2 separate regions of the Sus scrofa genome follow, and region 2 is linked to region 1. Evidence: chromatin contacts called from public HiChIP or PLAC-seq data. All regions are on one chromosome and are shown on one strand. Each heading gives the region's core, a stretch centred on a gene start, on an enhancer-like site or on the middle of the called end of the contact. The rest is flanking DNA. Distances are from core to core; before and after follow the strand shown.

What was found. HiChIP or PLAC-seq counts read pairs in DNA pulled down with a chosen protein or histone mark.
Region 2: an H3K27ac HiChIP or PLAC-seq map of skeletal muscle shows a contact between it and region 1. The contact joins the promoter of UNC5CL here to the enhancer-like site in region 1. A contact is called at or near these places in 5 of 47 Hi-C or Micro-C datasets (brain, embryonic fibroblasts, epiblast stem cells and 2 more) and 1 of 2 datasets of contacts at active chromatin or transcription factors (skeletal muscle).

What each region holds. Positions count from the first base shown.
Region 1 is chr7:36,300,742-36,304,541 of Sscrofa11.1, forward strand. It overlaps LOC106504407 (a long non-coding RNA gene), which reads right to left. Exons shown (of 3, transcript XR_001297853.2): 2 at 1-123. Among named protein-coding and RNA genes, the nearest start is that of TSPO2, 44 kb to the right of the region's middle. Within about 2 kb of position 1,875, at least 18 of the 83 cell types and tissues checked have an H3K27ac peak or open chromatin away from gene starts, as enhancers often do. A contact at or near this core is called in skeletal muscle, where this site is marked.
Region 2 is chr7:36,345,455-36,349,254 of Sscrofa11.1, forward strand. UNC5CL (UNC5C-like protein) reads right to left here and starts at 1,955. Exons shown (of 9, transcript XM_013977897.2): 1 at 1,651-1,955. TSPO2 (translocator protein 2) reads left to right here and starts at 1,573. Exons shown (of 4, transcript XM_021098667.1): 1 at 1,573-1,653.

The DNA.
Region 1 (3,800 bases), core at 625-3,124:
CACGTGATTCCAAATATAACAAGTTAAATGGAGGGAGTTCCCTGGTGGTCTAGTGGTTAGGATTCAAGCTTTCACCACTGCAGCCCAGGTTCAGTCCAGAAACTGAGATCCCACATCCAGGCACTGCATGACACAGCCAAAAATAAATAAATAAATAGAAGTTCCCATTGTAGCTCAACGGGTTAAGAACCTGACATGGTGTCCATGAGGATTCGGGTTTGATCCCTGGCCTCATTCAGTGGGTTAAGGATACAACCTTGCCACAAGCTGCAGAGTAGGTCACAGATGAGTTCGGATCTGGCATTGCTGTGACTGTGGCATAGGCTCCAACCATAGCTCCAGTTCAGCTCCTAGCCCACGAAATTCCATATGTTACAGGTGCAGCCTTAAAGAAAAAAAATATAAAAATAAAAAATAAGGTAAGCAGAAAGCATCCAGGATGACTGAGTCAGGGGCCCAGGTTCTATTTCTCAGTTAATGTCCATCATTATATTATTCCTGGACTTCAGCCTCTCTAAACCTCAGTTTAGAGAGGGTGCTAGGCCAGGTTCCCTCAAGTTTCCAATAGCATGAAAATTCTAACAAGCATATCTACCCAGTTATGCACATGATTCAACTGGAGGTCCATTCCTATAGTTAAAATTCAGCTCACTTGGGGAGCTCCCATTGTGGCTCAGCAGGTTAAGAACCACATCACGTCAGTGAGGATGCAGGTTCAATCCCTGGCCTCGCTCAGTGGGTTAAGGATCTGGGACATTGCTGCAAGCTGCAGCATAGATCTCAGATGCAGCTCGGATCCCGCATTGCTATGGCTGTGGTGTAGGCCAGCAGTTGCAACTCTCATTCAACCCCTAGCCTGGGAACTTCCACATGCCCAGGTGCGGCCCTAAAAAGAAAAAAAGAAAAATAATAAGCCTACTTGGAACCAATAGGTAATAAAGAGCATTTGCCATGCTGCTGCTCCTGAGAAGGAACTTGAAATAAACCTGGTGACCCCTCACTGAATAGATGAAGAAGCCAGAGCTCAGAGAGGAGAAGCAGCTAACCCAAGGTCACACAGCAAGTGAGAGGCAGAGTCAGACAAGAAGTCAGGACCCCTGGCTCCTTGTATGGTGAGTTCAGCATGACTGCAAATATTTTGAACCTCTTTCTGTTGAAAGTTGGGTCTATGTCTCCTGCTCTTCATCTGGGTGGCTCCTTGATGCTGTAGCCATAGGGGGTATGGAAGCAAAGCCACGTAGCTTCCCGAGACAAGGACGCAAAAGACCATGCAATTCTGCCTCCCGCTCGGAGACACTTTACTTGCTCTTAGAACCCTGAGCCTCGAGCCTCCAATCCAACGATCCTGAGAGCTCCCTGCCAAAGAGGCCACACGCAGATATTAGCCAGCCCAGCCCAGCTGCCAGACTTATGAGTGAAGAAACTGGATTCGAAGTGGTCCAGACCCCAGCGGTTGAAGACACCTCCACCATTCAAGTTCTCGCCTGAAGCCCCAGACACCAAGGAGCAAAGAAGAGCCATGCCCTGCCCTCTTGTACCTCCTGACCCACAGAATCTGAGAGCACGATAAAACAGCGGTGTTTTGGATCCTTAAGCTTTGGGGTGTTATTTTCACACAGCCGTAGGTAACTCCAAGCATTAGTCAACACTCACACTGGCTAATAACTGAGCTTGGGGCTCCCTGCCCCCGAGTGAGCTATGCCAGGAGGGTGTGACACCCCGCATCCTTGCTGAAGGTGGAGGGAGGTGGCCCCGCCTCCTCACCCACTCTCCATCCTGCCTCCAGGGCGGTCACTGGCACAAGCTTTCACCCCACTCCCCTGGCCAAGTTCTCCTCCGTCCTCCAGTCGTCCTTGTTTAGATCTCACACGTCAGACTAAGCTCTGGATAGGAAGTGATTTATTGATGTCTTTCACTAGCCTGAGAGCTCTCCCTGCATTTCCCAGCCAGCGCCCTCACCCCACTGTGGGCACGAAATCAACCTGCAGGGAGTGAAACTGATGGAGACACGTGATCCCGCCACTCCTGGACCTCCAACTCAACCTCCTCCAGGGAGGGCACGGTCCTTCCCTCTCCGGGCAGGCTCCCTCTGCTTCACAGCAGCCCAGGAGCAGAGAAGCGGAAGTGGCTGGTGCCACAGCAGAGGACAAAAACTGGGCCAGCTGGGCCCAGGACCCAGGGACGCGTGTTTCGTCTGACGTTGCCTTTAAGAGCGTAGGTATCCGGAAACCCCGGTTAATTTTCTTGTTCAAACATTGGTTTAAAATTGTTGGCTCTGGGAGAGATACTGTCCTTCAGCAGGTTCATTATAAACTTTGCAACTCCAAGGTCTGATTCAGCTGGAAAAGTTCCTGGTTGCTAAGAGACCAGAGAGCAAATTACCCGCTCACAAAAGACACCGCTAAGGCCAGTAAAACAAAACAAAACAAAGTAGGAAATGGGCCTCAAAATCAAAAACAGGGTAAATAAACTGGCTGGGAAAACGTCTGATTGGAAAACACAATTATAAATATTCTTCGCACTGAAATGTAATGATGCTCTGTCAGTAGCTACACTCTTTGTATTTTGTCTCTTGAAGGAAACAGCAGGGGGGCCCCTTTTCAGTCCTGAAATTCTGTATCCAGGAGTCAGAGGGAAAAACAAACTGTCCCAGTTGATAAGGAGGCAAAAAGAAAAAAAAAAAAAAAAAAGTGAATAAGGCTGCCTTTTTCATGCGCTCTCCCTGCCAGGTGGGTGACAGGCTGCCTGTGGCTGTGGCCCAGAAACATCCCTTCAAGGAAACAGAAAAACCTCCCTCAAGGAAAGGTTTCTGATGGCTGCTGGTGACACATCCCAGAGCCACAAGAGAGGGTACTGCCTCCCCCTCCAGGAGTAGGACAGACACTTGGGGATATGATCTAGGCATACAGAGTAAGAGTGAGCCGGGACTGGCCCAAAGAACAGTAATAAAGTACCAAATAGACCTCAGGTATTTCTTTCTTCAAAGCACTTTTTTTTTCTTCTTTTTTTCTTTTTACAACCACACCTACAGCATATAGAAGTTCCTGGGCTAGGAGTCCAATCAGAGCTGCAGTTGCAACCTGCTCGACAGCTTGCAGCAACACCAGATCCTAAACCCAATGATTGAGTCCAGGGATTGAACCTGCATCCTCATGGACACTATTATATAGGGTCTTAACCCACTGAGCCACAATGGGAACTCCCCTAACCTGCTTTAATAGCTGTGATTTTTAGTCATTGCTTTTCTGGCCGGATGATTGAATATCAAAAATGTTTCAGTAATGATGAAGAACAGAAAAAATGCTAATCTCTCTCAGTGAATCACATCTGTGGTGGAAATTCAGCTCCTCAGACGGAAAGACTTCCTAAGACCCCCTTGCTCTACTGGACCAATAGCACGAAAATCCCATAAGTAGAAATTACCAGTCTCTTGAGAAAGGAGTATGAAAATCTTAGGTGACCACGGAGGAGTCACAGGGTTTTGGAGCTCAGAGAAGAAAGGAAGTGGGAAAAAAGGTGGGGGATCAGAGATAGGAATTGGGAGAAAATTCAGCCCACCACTAGGCGTATGCCAGGGCGTTCTGGAGTGATGCGGCTAATAGCTATGTGACTAAACAGGTCCTACTTATCAATATTTGAGGACAGCAAAAGGATTTCCGAATATGATGGCTCCAACAAGCATGAAATCATTTCAGGGGAGAAAATACAATTCCCCACATGGCAGCTTCCTTCAGATCTTTTCTGACCGTCATTTTTTGTCAGACTTCAAACAGCATACGACTGCTGTTTTAGGCAGAATT
Region 2 (3,800 bases), core at 705-3,204, 45 kb after region 1:
CTGTGGTGTAGGTCGCAGACGCAGCTCAGATCCTGAGTTGCTGTGGCTGTTGGTGTAGGCTGGCAGCTGCAGCTCCATTTCGACCCCTAGCCTGGGAACTTCCATATGCCACGGGTGCAGCCCTAAAAAGACAAAAAAAGAAAATGTAGACAAGAATCGAAGGAGTGGCATTGCTCCCCTAGCCTTAAAAATCCAACTCTGGGGTGTGGCTCTGGTGGAGCCCACCCATGAAGTAGCAAGCTGGCAATGCCCCAGATCCGGTGGGAATGGGGGGGTCAGAGCTGCTGGCTTCCCCTTCATTTGCAGCCAATCCTTCTGGTCCCTCCACTGTAAAGATAATTGGAATTATAACCGTAATCATAGTAGCTAACGTCCAAGGAGCTCTACTCCGTGCCAGGGTGTTAAAGCGCTCTACGTGGCCGAGCTCATTGGAGCCTCACAGCGACTTTATGAACTAGCTGTTATTTTTATCTCCATTTCACAGATAAGGAAGCCAAGTTTTCTCTCCCCTCCCAGTGGGGACAGAGGGTAGAAGATTAAGCTGCAACTGAAGGCAGAAGGGAAGGATGAGCAGAGACGACAAGAGCTTCCAGAAACACCCCCTTTCTCTTTCTCTGCCCCTTCTGTTCCCCCCGGGGGGGTCTCTTCCTGTCCACTGCGAGAGGAAATGAAGTTGGAAGAGAGAGACACAAAGATAAATTGAAGAAACAATAAATAGAAGGAGCTGAAGGCACATCCTTGGTGCCACAGCAAGTGGTACCCCCCCACCCTGTGCCCACCAAGGTGCCAGATATGGGGAAAGAAATGGGGGGCTCGCTGTTTCTATAGCAACAACCTTCCCCTGACACCTCCAAAGACCAGAATCAAATCCCCTGCACCCCATTGGGTGGCCCAGCGGAGTTCCCTTGCCCACCCTTCCAATCGGGAGGGTGTCTCACAGCGCCCCATTCATTATGGGTTCTGCAGCAGGTTAACTCCTCCCCCTCTAGCTCGGCCCCCCTTCTCCAAGACTGACAGCTCTCTATCCTCCCCTTAGCCCCAGGAGGGGGAAGGGTCGATCATCTACAGCACAGCAACCAGGTCAGTGCAGACCGGAGCCCCGTCACCCCAGCCCCACGCCTGACTCTTTATTAACCCCGCCTCCAGTTTGCCTTGTCCCAGCCCCAGGATCATCCTGGGTAGCACTCTCCGCAGATGGGGGGCCTTAAGGATGCCACCATCACCTGTCCCTGGGGAATCGCCTCCTCCACCACAAGGATCTAGGCTCCTGGGCCAAAGCCCTGCTCTTATCCTTTAAGGAAACACTCAACTCTTCTCCCATGTCACCAGTTCCTATTGCGTCAACTCAATCCCTGAACCGTCTCTAGTTAGTGAAGGATCTAAATTGTACTGCGATGAATGAGTCCAAACCTAAGTCCTAGGCAGCATTCATCAGCCCAGTTTATATTCTCGTAGCGCTGACCCCTGGTCCTCACATGCCCTGGGCAGTGGCCCTCCCTCAAGCCCCTTTCTCCTCGCCTCCTCCAGTGCAGGGTCTCCACACTCTGCCAGGTCTGGCTGAGCGGGCCAGGCTCCTCCCCTGAGCCCCAGGTGGCCCCGTCGTCGGAATACCCAACCCTCCCCAGCTGCACCAGGGGGTGCTCCCCTTACCGGGTAAGTGCTCCCAGAGGCTGCCGGCTTGTCCAGGAACAGGAGTTCCTTCTCTGAGAAATAGAGAGGTCAGCCTGACCCCGTCACCAGGCCAGCAGACAAGTGGAGGTGGGCGGGGAATCCAGGCGGGTGTGGCCTGGCGCTTTCTGCTTCCCGGCAGAGCCCTGGCCCCGGACGCCCTAAAGGAGGGTGGGGGACTCTGTCCCTGTCTGTTGGCAAAGTCCAGCTAAGGTAAGGGAGTAGCTGGGGATCCCATAAGTCAGTGGACTTAGCAGTCTAGGTCTGGAAGGGAGGGGACAGAGGGGACAACCTGGGTACAGGGGAAACCTCCCCACAGTGCCCTCTGCTGGTCAGTGCCGTCCCTAGCCGGAGGCTATTGAAAAGGCACAAGGTAAGAGGAACCCTAACCAGAGCTGCTCAGACTGTAATGTGTACACAAACCACCAGAAGGACCAGGGACCGTGTTAGAATGCGGGTTCTGATCCTGTAGGTCTGGGTGGGGCCTGATGTTCTACATCTTAGAAGCCAGTGATGCCACTGCAGCCTGTCCAGGGAGCTTAGACCATGCCTAGTCCCACCCCTTCCTGCACAGTATGATGGTGGAAGCACTCAGGGAGTTAATGACCCACAAGTTGCTGGCAGCCTTGGGACGTACCCATATCAGCTCCCTACCCAAGGCTCTTTCCATGGCCCACATGGATGCTGCCACCTAGGGGAGAACGCTTGCCAGCCTATCCTTCCTTAGACACTGCCACTGGAGTGAGATCTCTGTGTACAGAGGGATTTTTTTTCCAGCTGTTTGCTCTGTATCCTCAGCTCCTGGTATAGCCCAATCCATAGCAGGTGTTCAATAAAAGTTTGAATGAGGGAGTTCCCACTATAGCACCATGAGGTAAGGATCTCACTGCAGGGAACTGCTGTTGTGGTGCAGTGGAAACAAATCAGACTAGTAACCATGCGGTTTTGGGTTCGATCCCTGGCCATGCTCAGTGGGTTAAGGATCCAGCATTGCCATGAGCTGTGGTGTAGGTCGCAGATGTGGCTTGGATCTTGCGTTGCTGTGGCTGTGGCGTAGGCCGGCGGCTACAGCCTAATTGGACCCCTAGCCTGAGAACCTCCATATGTTGCAGGCACGGCCATAAAAAGAACAAAAAAAATTTTTTTTTAAATAAATAAAGACTTGGATGAATGAGTGAGCCAGATGAGAGGAAAGAGGAAGTACTTTGGAGCCAGACTGCCAGCCCTGAACCTGGTGACCCACCTGCGGGCTGTGCCATCGGAGGCCCATTGCTCAACCCCTCTGAGTCTCCCTTCCCCTGCCTATCAAATGCACATAATAATATTTACCTCGTGAGGCATAATGATGGCCATTATTGAGCTAATCAAGTGCGTACCACGACATGGTTGCTCCGTAAGTGGTAACTTGTCCCCATGGTCTGGCATCCAGCAGCAGAGGAAGCATGTAAACTCCCCCAGCCCCACAGTGATTGTCTTTGCAGAAAATAAGTAACTAATTGCTGCTGCTTTGGTCTTAGCTAATGATTCTCCAGCCTCTTGTCCTGGACTGCAAACCCCTGCCCTCTTCGGCCTTTCTGGGAGAAGGGGATAAACCCCTCTAAAGGGTGCCCAGGTCCCCAAAGGGGACGGAAGGGGCAAGGGAATGTTGGAGAGCGGCCAACCTGGAGAGGGGACCTCATGCCTAAAGGACCAGCAAGGAGCAGGTGCTCAGAACTGTGATAGAGACGAAGAGGGAAGGTGTTAGTCTTTGCTGAGCAAATTCTGTCTGAGTCACACAGGATGCTGCCTTCTCCTCTGAGTCATGAGTTTCTGGGGGTTTGTGCAACATCTGTCAAGCTTGATTCCAGGCCAGGAACAGCCATGCCCACTACGTGACTACGTCTCATGAGACCGTCTCTGAAGCTGGTGCTTGCCTCACTTGGGAACAGCCCCAGTTATAGGAGGGTCCTAGGAAAATGTGAGGGTCCCTGCCACTCCTGTGGACCCAAAGCTGGTTCCTAGGATGCAGAGATCATAGGCACCAGTAGGCTCTCAGCCAGGTGTTCAACTGTCTCTGGAGGTACGGGTCTCATAGTGCCAAAGCCCCAACCAGCCCCTCAAGGGTCCTCTCCAGATCAGGGGACCCCTGCTGA